Linked DNA regions of Zea mays: region 2 is linked to region 1. A link is a contact called in public Hi-C data. All regions are on one chromosome and are shown on one strand. Each heading gives the region's core, a stretch centred on a gene start, on an enhancer-like site or on the middle of the called end of the contact. The rest is flanking DNA. Distances are from core to core; before and after follow the strand shown. Region 1 holds the start of LOC100272354. Region 2 holds the start of LOC103626520 (high-affinity nitrate transporter 2.1).

Region 1 (5,866 bases), core at 2,026-4,525:
CGGAACGCCAGCGCGAACACCAGCACCTTCCGGTTCGACGCTGTCGCCGCCCACGGCCGGACCCGTCCCGACTTCTCAGGAGTAGGGGGCGTACCCGTACTGGCGTCGCCAGGCGGCGAGCCGGCAGCGCGAGAACGCCTCCGGTGGCTCATCATCACCCCCACTTAGGCTTGTTCGGTTGGCGAAGTATCCTGTGCACATTGAGGAGAGATGCACATGGTGCACATATACAATCTTGGCCATCAATTGCTCATTCAACAGACCATCTCCTCACCTCTGTAATTTATCAAACAGGTCTTCCCAGTTCCCACCTCCCCTTCGTTGCCCTGTTTTTTTTCAAAAAAAAAAAAAAAAAAAAACTGGCGTCCCACCTCTCCAACTCGTTGAAGCGCACATCAAGGAAATCAGCCCTCTGCAAAAAAAAAAAATCACCATAAAATCACTATATCCAATGGGAAATCAGCTGTCTCCGCAAAAAATCACTATAAAATCACTTCAATTTTATCTCTGCAATCGCTTCAAGAATCATCGTTGCTTGGGGCGGTCTTTGTCAGGTCAGACGCTTGGAACCCCATACACATTGATTTAAAGCATCAGAGCGGGTGTATGGTCGTCTGCGCCAGATGCGGGTGTTGGAGGGATACGACGACAAGTTTTGGAGGGAGGCGGCAGCGGGTGGAGGAGGGAGGCGCGGCGGCTGGAGGAGGTAGCCGGCGGCGACGATTGGAACGATGTGCGCTTCAACCTGTCGGTGAGGGAGAAATTGGCAATTTTGTCATTATGATTTGTGGGCTTCGCCAATATAACATCAACCCTACAAATTATAGATACAGATGGTCTCACTAGTTATAGATACGGGATGACATAATAACAGACAACCAAAACTGATAATGACAAAATCACAAATTTCTATCGGTGAGGTGGAGCGCTAGGTTTTTTTTGTGTGTGGGGGGGGTAGGGTAGCCAAGGGAGGTGGGAGGGTCTGTTAGATGAACAATTGATGGACAAGGTTGTATATGTGTGTCATGTGCATCTCTCCTTGGTGCGCATTGTTCGGTTTGATGTTAATCTATATGGATTGGGTGAGACTGTGTCGGTTTAAATATATAACAAGTCAAAATACATACCAATCTCACTCAGGGTTCGTTCGTTTCTGCAGGAATGTCCAAGAATCATTCCTGTTGATCAAAACTTATACAAATTAGAGAAACAATCTGAGTAGGAACATTTCCGACCTTCCATTCTGTGTCAACCGAACGGATCCTCAATCCACTCCAATCCACATGGATTGAGAATAACCTAGCAAAGCCTTATCAATTTGATACATGAACACGCATAACACGCGGGTGCACACACCAGGAGTAATTTGTTTTTGAAAAGCTCTTGCAATATAGATATATTAAGGGTCTGTTTGGTTGGGCTGTGGCTGTGAAAAAAATTGTTGTGAACTGTGAGCTGTGGAAAAAGCTGTTGTAGGTTGTAAGCTGTTAAAAAGCTAAAAACTGTTTGGTGGAAACCACTAAAAGTCGTTAAAAATTCTTCGATATATGTTTTCATAGTTCCATCCGAAAAGCCACTAAAAGCAGATCTAGGAGTGCTTTCAGATTTGCACAACGAGAAAGTCGGCTTTTAGTAAAAGCTGCTTCCTGTATCGAGTCCTTTAGTTGGCTTTTGGCTTTTAGGGGGGCAAAAGTCAAAGGCAAAAGTCAAACCAAATACACCCTAAGAGTAAGTTCACTCATAAATCTGAGCTGACCAAGGTGCGCATCCTTTTTTATGTTATCTCATTCTTTACCGTGTGAAATCAACCAGGCACATCCGTCACCAAAAGCTATAATACATGGTAGCATCTTTTTGCAAACACAAAGGTAGCTTTACATTGTACGCAAGTTCGCTGGTGTTTGAAGCAGTTGACCGTTAGAACCCTTTGTCCTGTAGCTGCACCGGACAGTCCGGTGCTACACTGGATGCTCTGACTTTTCTGCTCTGAGTTATCCGCGCACTGTTCACCATTGTTTACTTTTGGTAGACGACCGTTGGCGCAGGTTACCATTGCTCCGTTGGTTCACCGGACATGTCTGGTGCACACCGGACAGTCCGATGAATTATAGCGGAGCGTCCATTTGCAGCACACTCTCAAGTTCTTTGCTTCAAATTTATTTGAGTCCGTAACTGAATTTACTTTTTTGATTTGTGTTGAACCTTATGCACCTAAGATAAATGACATCTTGACAAACTAATTAGTCCATGTGGTTTTGTAATGGACGTCAACCACCAAAATTGATTATAGAGAATGATTAAGCCTATTTCCTTTTCACCAATATAAGAGAGGAGTTTCCTCTCACCCCAGTATATAGGGCGCTGGTGATAAACCGTCGCGTACCAAAGGATAATGTCACCAACCTCGAAGTTCACGCTATGTGCAGTGATGGGGGCATAGGGTGTGTCATTGACAAAGAGCTTGTTTGGTTTTCTACCTAAACACCATAATATGTCTAAACTTAGTCGCTCGTATTGAAGAACTAACCTTAATCAGAAAAGTAGGTGTAGTAATTTAGGTAGAATCCCAAACAGACTAAATTCCTAATTTGCTCCCTTATCTTTGTGCGGCAGAATCAACCCTTCAGGGCTTGTGTGGCAATATTACTTTACAAAATTATCGTAATTTATAATATCACATTTTATCGAATATTACAGCACAACTATATTATATTTTATATCAGTTTAAACTAATACCTATATAGAGACATATTTTTTTGGTTGCAACCCAGGAGGAGAGAAGATAGGCCAAATTTTTTTAGACCCAAAATACTATGATAGAATACAGAGTTTTAAATATGCTTATAAACATTTTTTGACCTAAAACACCATGATATGCTCAAATACTATAATTTTATTTAGGACTAAACAAATATTGTATTCACACACATGTATTGTTGTTATTATTATTATTAATAATACTACTGCTTTTATTATTATTCACTCATACAATCTAATAGGGATGTAAATGATATGGATGTTATACGTCTATATTCGAATTTGATCCGTTTAAGAGAGGTGAGATCCAATTAGTCTAGTTGTTCAGTATCCTATATTTATTCGATTTATCTGTATTCATATATCTAAATTTAGATATTTAATTTAAATTTTATACGACACACTCGATACATACGTATTCCATTCAAATTTGAAGAAAAAAATATGAAAAATATAAAAAATAATATCGGTTCGATTACATCCCTACAAGCTAGCTAGCGAGAGAAAAGAGCAAATTACTCATCATGAATCATCAACACTCAACACCGAGTGAGAGCGACGGAGTGCAGGTGGGAAGAGGAGGACCAGAGGAGGGCTACGCCACCGCCAACCGTCCCTCCACCTCGCCTACGCGTCGTCTGCCCAAGCTCGCCGGCGCCCGAGCTCGTCACGCGCGTAACCCTACTGCCGCCACCTCCGCCACATTCCCCGTCGCACACTCCCTCGCCCGGCCACCGGAGGTACGATGCCACCCACACGCCGGCTCCTCTTCCCTTCATCCCATGCGCCTTTTCATCGTGCGGAATTTAGACCCTAGTTTCGGAGGAATGCTGAGTGCCTAGTCTCATCGTGAGAAATTTAGACCCTAATTTCGGAGGAACGCGGGAGTGCATATGGTTTAGGGCTTGTTTGGGAGATAATGGAGGGGATTGAGGGGGCTAGAATCCTCCACTATTCCCCCTCAATCCTACTACTATTCATTCTGTTTACTGTATAATGGTGTGTTGGGATTGGGAATGGTTCATTGTTTTCGCAATTACCTTAAATGGTGCCTATCATTTAGGGCCTGTTTATTTTACTCTCAACCCATGTGGATTGAAGGGGATTGGTTGGGTTTAAATCCCTAACAAGTCAAAATGTTTCTTAATACTTTCTAATAATCCTCTCCAATCCCTATGGGATGAGAATAACCGAACAAGGCCTTAGAGGAGAATTTTTAGTGCCGAGTCAGCCTACCTTGCCCCTTAGATGGTTCCTACTGCAATCGCACATGACGAAGGCAAACAATGGTGTTTTGAAACATGCTTGATATGCACCAGGGAGTGTAAAAAGGGCGACCGCAATCACAAACACCACAAAACCACTTTAGATGGCAGCCATGTCCAGCTATGGTAGCCCCCTACTAGACACCACAAGTGACCCTCCAAATTTTGCTGATGCGAAAGCACACATGTGGTCATCCATGGATATATTAAGGTATTTTGTTTCCCATGTCTGTTTTTGAGTTTTTGGTCAAAATGTAAATCAAACAATGAAACACTCAGGCTTCCTCTTCATCTTATATGATATAGGGGCGATCCTGCTATTTTTGTTATGTTACGTGCGTGGATGTGCCTTTCCTGCTGCCTTGTGATTGACAAAAAATTTGTACCATGTTTGATGCTGTTACTACAAAGGCAGAATGTCCAACACTTCAGGAGGATCATTGATGGACGGAGCAGCTGGAGGCAACCTGGCAAGCAGGAATGACAGCCAGGGCGTCATTAGTAGCTCTCACTCAGGGTCAGACCACGTGACCAAAGTGCCGAGCGTGAGGAGGCGGACACATCCTCCCATGAGGTTGGGGAGTGAGGTGCCAGAGCCATCCCCGAAGATGCGGAAGGTGGTAAATGAGGAGGATACACCTTGTGGAGCTTCAAATACGGGCAAGATCAGTGCTTCACCTTCTGCGGTGTCGAGAGATCCCAACGGAACTTCTACCTCCGAAGACCATGCTGGAGGGCATTCAAGTGAGTATGCCACAGTTGGGAATGCTAGGGGCTCACCAATTAAACGAAGATGTATGCAGACAAGTCACTACTTGGGACTATTTACACCCCTAAAAGGGAAACACACAGGTACTTGATATCCTCTCCTTATCCACTAGACCACAAATTGTTTTTGTTGTTTACCAGCAAAATCAAGGGGTTGCCTATTTCTTACAAACAGTTGAAGTTTCATATGGGAATAAACTGATAGTACACACGGAATTAGAAAATTTACACAATTAAATGCATACAAGAAATAAGCATCTGGAATTTTTACCAAAAACATAGTGTGTTGGACATATATGCAACATTTTTTTTTTGCTAAACATGTACACTAGATTCCATATGGAAGAGAAATGTGATAACCACTATTGGCTATTTACGACACGTTTCATGCAAATATGTTAGCATATCTAATTTGTGTCTAATTTTGTAGATGAAGTTGCTAAATCCAAGCAATCAACTGTTTCCACAAAAACAAAGAAGGTATGCCTGAAAGCAGAAATATGATTCTTCTTCTCTAATTGCGTACTCTTTACCTGATTTACATTACTCCCCACTTGTTATTTTTTGGCTACTGAAACCCACATTTTCTGTTCTTTACAGTTTAAGGAAATTCAATTTCAGAAACTTCAGAGATTGCCAGATGGGTGCCATCCTGATTTTGATAATGATCATCTGTGTTCTGTAAATAATCATGACCTGCTTCCTGAAATGAGTACTCCAAGTGCTGACCTTCATCTACTTACTGAGACAGGTAAAACAATCTGAAATTACAATTTCAAAGCAGTTTTTTTGTTCTGTAGGAGTAGATATTACATTTTTCTAATAAATTCATTCTGAAGGAGTGGAAAACATGAGGACACCTAAAAGTCTTCACGCTGAACTTAAGCGTGAGCTGTCAAAGCTAAATACGGTGTTAAAGCTACCAGTATGTATAATCTAAGCTCTTCTGTAGTTTTTTCTTTTGCTCTAAACTAGAAACAAGGACAATGTCTGCAGTTCAGAGTTGCTCTTCTGCATTTGCTAAGATTTTTTGTGATGCACTTAATGGTTATATATTCATGATGCATATGCGAAAC
Region 2 (5,866 bases), core at 1,615-4,114, 380 kb before region 1:
AACTAAACTTAGGCATAAAATTTAGATAAATTATAGTAAATTAGGTAGCAAACAGACCAGTACGTCTTCTTTTCAATTTTCATCTGTCATGTCATGTCATCAGAGGGCGGTAGGCCGAATCCAGAAGAGGGGGGCCTGCAACGGCGAGGACGGCCATGCGCGGGAAGAGGAAGACCACGGCGCGCTACTGGCCTCGGCGTCGTCGTCGTCCATCTCCAGCTGCAACGGCAGCGGCTTCAGCTGCAGGGACGCCACCGCTGCCGCCGATGCGGAGGCATGCTGCTCGTCCACTGCGGTCAGCTGTCCGTGGCCGGCGACGCTGCGGCTGTCTTCATGTGGCAGCGGCTCGTGGTCGTCGGACGAGAACGACGACGACGACGTCAGGATGGCTCACTGGGTCACCACCGATTCTGACTGTAAGTATATACAATCCTGTTCCCTGGTCACAAATTCAAAACCAAAATTTTCAGTTGTGGTGTTGGAGCTCTAGCTAGCCACGAAGATGCAGCATGCACATGCTGACATGACATGAATGATATATGGATATGACCTGCGAATAAACTTCATTAACGTGTTCGTGCTTCTTCATTACTGTTATTGGGATGAACTTCATTGTTTATTGCAAAACCCAATATTGTACCGCGATTCAAAATTGAAGATGAACAAACCATCTCTTATTTTTCTCTCTGGTCATGATGAGGAAGTTCAGCTTCATTGTGACAACAACGTGTTAGAGACAAAATGTTTTGTGGGTGTTGGACTCCAGTTGGTTTTCTTTAATTTTAACAACCAAGTTGATAGATCATAGACGTTGTCCTGGCCTCTCTATTTGATTTTATTTGTACTTTGCAGAAGAATGCACATGAGCAAAGTTTGTTCATTTACTGAATTGTGTATGTTGCACAGGAAATACTACGACGTACGTGTACACCGATCCATATTAGCCTATGTTTCATAATTTTGTTGGAAGCAGGAGTATCGGAGCAAGCTAGACTGCTAGAGTACATTACACAGTTTGCTGTATGCTCGATCAGAACCTACAAGTACGTACGCTAGTTGTTACACGACGTGCTCCGGCGTGGCCGCGGCCGTGGCGAGGACGGCGACGGCGTTGCGCTTGCCACGCTCGGACCGGCTGTTCTCGGCGAACTTTAGGCTTGCGCTGTGACGGCCTACGCTCTTCTCGTCCTCGCTCCACTCGGAGGCATAGTACCGCTCCTCGTCGGCGTCGGCGCTGGGCGGCAGGAGCATGGAACCCCACTGCGGGAAGTGCACGAGGACGAGCGGCAGCGTGCACGCCATGGCCATGATGCCCATGTTCTCGATGCCCTTCCTCGTGGAGTAGCTGGACGTGGTGAAGAAGAGCAGCTGCGTGAGCCCGGCGCCCACGTTGCCGCCGGCGCCCGTGAGCCCGGAGATGACGCCCAGCGAGCGGCGGGAGACGAAGGGGATGACGCCGAAGGTGGCGCCGCAGGCGGCCTGCGCGCAGAAGGAGAAGAGCACCATGGCGGTGACGGAGGCCGGGAGCTCGCTGGCGCGGCCGAGCCAGAAGCAGAACGCGCCGCCGGCGGTCTGGAGGATCCAGATGTTCCAGAGGCGCGCGCGCATGCCCCAGTACCGCGCGCCGAGGTCGGAGAGCACGCCGCCCAGGGGCCGCGACACGAGGTTGGCCATGCCGAAGCAGGCGGCGATGATGCCGGCCACGCGGATGTCGAGCTCGAACTGGTCGTAGTAGAACTCGGCGATGATGTTGTTGGTGGTGAGCTGCACGCCCATGCTGTAGCCGTACACGAAGACGAAGACCCAGGTGCGGTAGTTGGCGACGGCGTGCCAGAGCACCCTGGAGAAGCTGTCCCTGCGGCAGCAGCTGGCATCGCCGCCGTCACCCTGCTGCTGCTGCTGCTGCTGCTTCCGGAGGCTGCGGAGGTTGCCGTCGGGGAGGTCCTGCCCCGCGGTTAGCACAAGGATGCCCACGGCGATGTGCATGATCCCCGGCACGAAGTAGGCGATGCGCCACGCGGCGAACGGCGTGGCGCCGCAGCGGAGGATGGCCTCGTAGACGAAGGGCATGATGAGCTGCGTGGCGCCGCCGCCCATGTCGCCCCACCCCGACGCCAGCGCGTTGACGGTGCCGATGATCTTGATGTTGAACATGGTGCTGGTCCAGTACTGGCAGGAGACGAAGGTGGCGAGGGAGAAGCCGATGAGGAAGCGGCACGCGACGTAGCCCGCGGCGCTGTCGATGACGGCCATGCAGAACACCGCGGGCGCCGCCAGCATGACGACGAAGGCGCAGCCGTAGCGCGGGCCCAGCAGGTCGCAGACGGCGCCCATGGCGAGGCGCGAGAAGATGGCGCCCGAGACGGAGGCCACCCCGGCGTTGCCGATGTCGGCCTTGGTCAGGCCCAGGTTCTCCCGGATGATGGGGATCAGCGGCGCCGCCGCGAAGGTGGAGACGACGCAGGTGAAGAAGGACATCCAGGAGAGGTGGAAGGTACGCATGTGCGGGTTCGCGAAGGAGAGCAGGCGGATGGTCTTGGCCTTGTGCTCCGAGTCCACCGGCAGGTCGAACTTGCTCGACGGCGTCACCCCGTCCAGCGAGCTACCATGCGCGGCGTCACTCGCCATGATGTGTAGTCTCTGCTTCTTTTCCTGCTGAGTGCTGACTACTTTCTTGACCCTAGCTAACTCAGCTTCTTTCTGGTGCTCGGATCCTGAAACGCCATGGACGCGACGGCCGGGGTTTTATAGGCAGTGCGCGATCGCGCTGACATTTTTTATTATCGTTGGGCGGCTTCGTGAATGCTGATGATAAGCAGCGCTGGCTGGAGTGGAGATGCAGATCGAAGAAGATAGCGACTTTCTGACATTACCGTACCATGTGGTAGCGTGGTGGTCCCCACGACGTTCTGACTTTTCCATCCAACAGATACATACAGATAGTAATTTTAGGTCCCGTTTGGTTAGAGAGACTAATCTTTAGCCTCTCGTTTTTAGTCTCGTTTAGTCTCTATTTTGCTAAACGGAATGACTAAAGTAGGGACTAATTGGTTTTAGTCTCTAGTCCCTCACATGGGTGCTAAAAGGGACCAAAGGGCAACATTTACTCCAAATACCCTTGCTAGAAAAGGGGTGTCAAACAAAAAAGGGCATTTTGGTCTTTATGTGTTGCATTTAATGTATTTAGAATCTATTTAGTCCCTACAACTAAACTTTAGTTCTATGACTAATGGAACCAAACAGGGCCTAAATGACTCATAAGAAGATTAAAATGACTTTTAACATTCTCCTGCTATTAGTACAATTGAACTAAATGAGGGGCAAATGTGGAATTAATATGGTTTAGTCCCTTTTAGCCATCTTAAGGGACTAGGGACTAAAACAATTTAGTCCCTGTTTTAGTCCTACTGTTTGGTAATTTAGTAACTAAATGGGACTAAAATGGAGGGACTAATCTTTAGTCCCTCAAACCAAACGAGACCTAAAATGTGCAAACATGAGGACTTGTTTGAGTTTTCTAAAGTTTAGTTTAGTTTATTGAAAGAAATTAAGGACTAAAACTTTAGGACACTTCACACTTTACCACATTAGATTTTTGACGATGTAAGCAGGCTAAATGGTTTGCCACATTAGATTTTTGCAGTTGGAGGGGAGAGAAGAGAAAAAGCGGGTAGTTAATTATCAGTCGACTAAGAGCTGGTTGTAGCAGTACAGATTCCGAAACAAGTGGTGAGAGAATGAGAGTACGAGGTGGGTCCAATACAGTAATAATTAGCTTTAGAAGACATATCAATGGCTAAACTATTATCCTTGCTCTTATTGGCTGCATGTTTACGACTACAATCTTTGGACTTAATTGAGATGACCAATGCATTTCGTTGCGCAGTAGCAGGATGGCTGGTACAACAACCCAACGAGCTACCGTACGAGCGTACGGACACGCAAGAACAACTCGGAAGTCAAATTCCGATACACCCCTCATCTAATATATTGGAACAGATAATAATTCAAAGGTTGGTGGCTTCTTATTATTATTGTATATTCAAAGGTGTTACATGGAAAATCATAGAGGAAATACTAGTCCCTACCATCCCTGATTAAAAATTGATCTATTCAGCACATTCCCTATCTCATCTTTAAACAATATCAAATAGTGTCATCTATAATTACTCGTCCCTTTTTTTCACCCCCTATTTTTCACGCTCTACTCAAGGCATGGTCGCATATCTAAGGTTTGTTCGTTGTGCTTAGGATATATAATAATTAACAAGATCAAGTTGCAAGCGTCGTCAGTGAAGCATGTGTGTGTATATATATATATGCAGCAAATATTAATGCTTGTTAGTGTCTAATGATCGCAAGCCTGCTGATGACTACTCAATGAGTCAATTGCACGTTTGGCACCGCGTCACAAACCGCCGCACGGTGCACTCCACGCATGCATGCATGTGCCGTCAAGTCAAATGGATACAAGCTAGCCACCAAGCTAACACGGATATATAAACCGTCAAAACAAATAACTAACACCTTGCTTAGGGTTAATTATAGTTTGGAAGCAAATTAACTCGGGGAGAAAAAACCTTTTCATAAATAACTAAGTGTCTAATTCAAATGACATTCTTTGGAACCCATTGCCCTCGAAACAGGCAGGGGATCCCAAATAAATTTGAGTTTCCAAATTTAACTTAACTTTGAGGTAATAGTAATTTCCTTGGAGGTTTCCACCCCTGAAGAAAATTGGTGTTTCCGCTGCCATGGTAATCAACTAATTAATCGCGATTCCTTGGTTGCCATTGGTTTAGTACTCAAGAAATATATACGTACCTTTGGTTTGAAGGTATTCAACAACCGCGCGCTAAGGTAAAAGTATATTAATTCGTTGAGGCTTTCTGTCTGTCTCTCTCTTTTATTAAACTGACACTCCTCAACGGCAAGGGCACCCTGATCTGATCTGATGATAAGTGGACTTTGGCGAGCAGCCAGGAGAGTTGACATTTTTAACGCATGATTTTGAAGTTAAGTTCTAAACTTGTGATTGTTGGTTGTGCGTGGTCCCCACGATCAGGGTCCATCCCTTTCTGACTTTTTTGTCACCATGCATGCATGCATGCGAAGATAGCATTTGATACATGCACATATATATAGGTTACACATGAACTAAAAAAAAATTCTAAAAAAATATACATATTTTTTCACCCTACTTCATATACAAAACTTCAAGTTCAAGTTCGTTATACTTTAGATGTAATAAAAAAGATAACTTTTAGCCGATTTTCTAATTTAAAGTTGTCAAAAATTTTATCGTTTTTATTACTCTGTATGTATAACGAATTTGAAGTTAAAATTTTGTATATAGTTGAAATAGCGGAAAAGAATATGTATAATTTTTTTGTGAAATAAGCTAGGTCATATACATCAAAGATTTATGTGTGTCATATGTTCTATTCGGGGTGGACCTAAACCTCTAAACTGCAGTCTGCAGACAAGACGAGGGATCAATGAGAAAGAGAGAGAGAGAAAGATAGGTTATCTTGGGAGCTCTCCATGCATATCATGCACGCATACGATAAGCTATAAAAACTGCTATCGTTATAGACACATAGAAAGCACATGGGATTGCCTATATAAAATACCTTCAGTGTTTATTGATTCTATGCTTCAGTTCAAAATATCCAAAGGTTCGAATATTCTTTGGCAGAAAATATAATTAAACTACTTAATTAATTTCGTAATAAATGTTGAGTCTCTTTGACTTGAGCAGACCAATAAATGCATGCATCTGATAAAAGTCGCCTTCTGCAATCAGCTGGTGCCACCGTACGATAGCCGTACAAACCATGATTAAGAAAAAAATCGTAGTCAATTG

Evidence for each region. Hi-C and Micro-C count contacts between places; a contact is called where the count stands out from the background.
Region 2: a contact with region 1 is called in a Hi-C map of ear, with 2.8 times the contacts expected there. The contact joins the promoter of LOC103626520 here to the promoter of LOC100272354 in region 1. A contact is called at or near these places in 3 of 25 Hi-C or Micro-C datasets (ear, endosperm and leaf).

Annotation. Positions count from the first base shown.
Region 1 is chr5:70,485,045-70,490,910 of Zm-B73-REFERENCE-NAM-5.0, reverse strand. LOC100272354 reads left to right here and starts at 3,275. Exons shown (of 10, transcript NM_001370173.1): 1 at 3,275-3,497; 2 at 4,438-4,874; 3 at 5,221-5,270; 4 at 5,391-5,541; 5 at 5,630-5,715. The coding sequence starts at 4,439. LOC100192477 reads right to left here and starts at 523. Exons shown (of 11, transcript NM_001137697.1): 1 at 495-523; 2 at 275-412; 3 at 1-191. The coding sequence starts at 155.
Region 2 is chr5:70,866,965-70,872,830 of Zm-B73-REFERENCE-NAM-5.0, reverse strand. It overlaps LOC103626520 (high-affinity nitrate transporter 2.1), which reads right to left and starts at 2,864. Exons shown (of 1, transcript XM_008646941.2): 1 at 864-2,864. The coding sequence starts at 2,628. The coding sequence ends at 1,060. LOC103626519 reads left to right here. Exons shown (of 2, transcript XM_008646938.4): 2 at 104-683. The coding sequence ends at 490.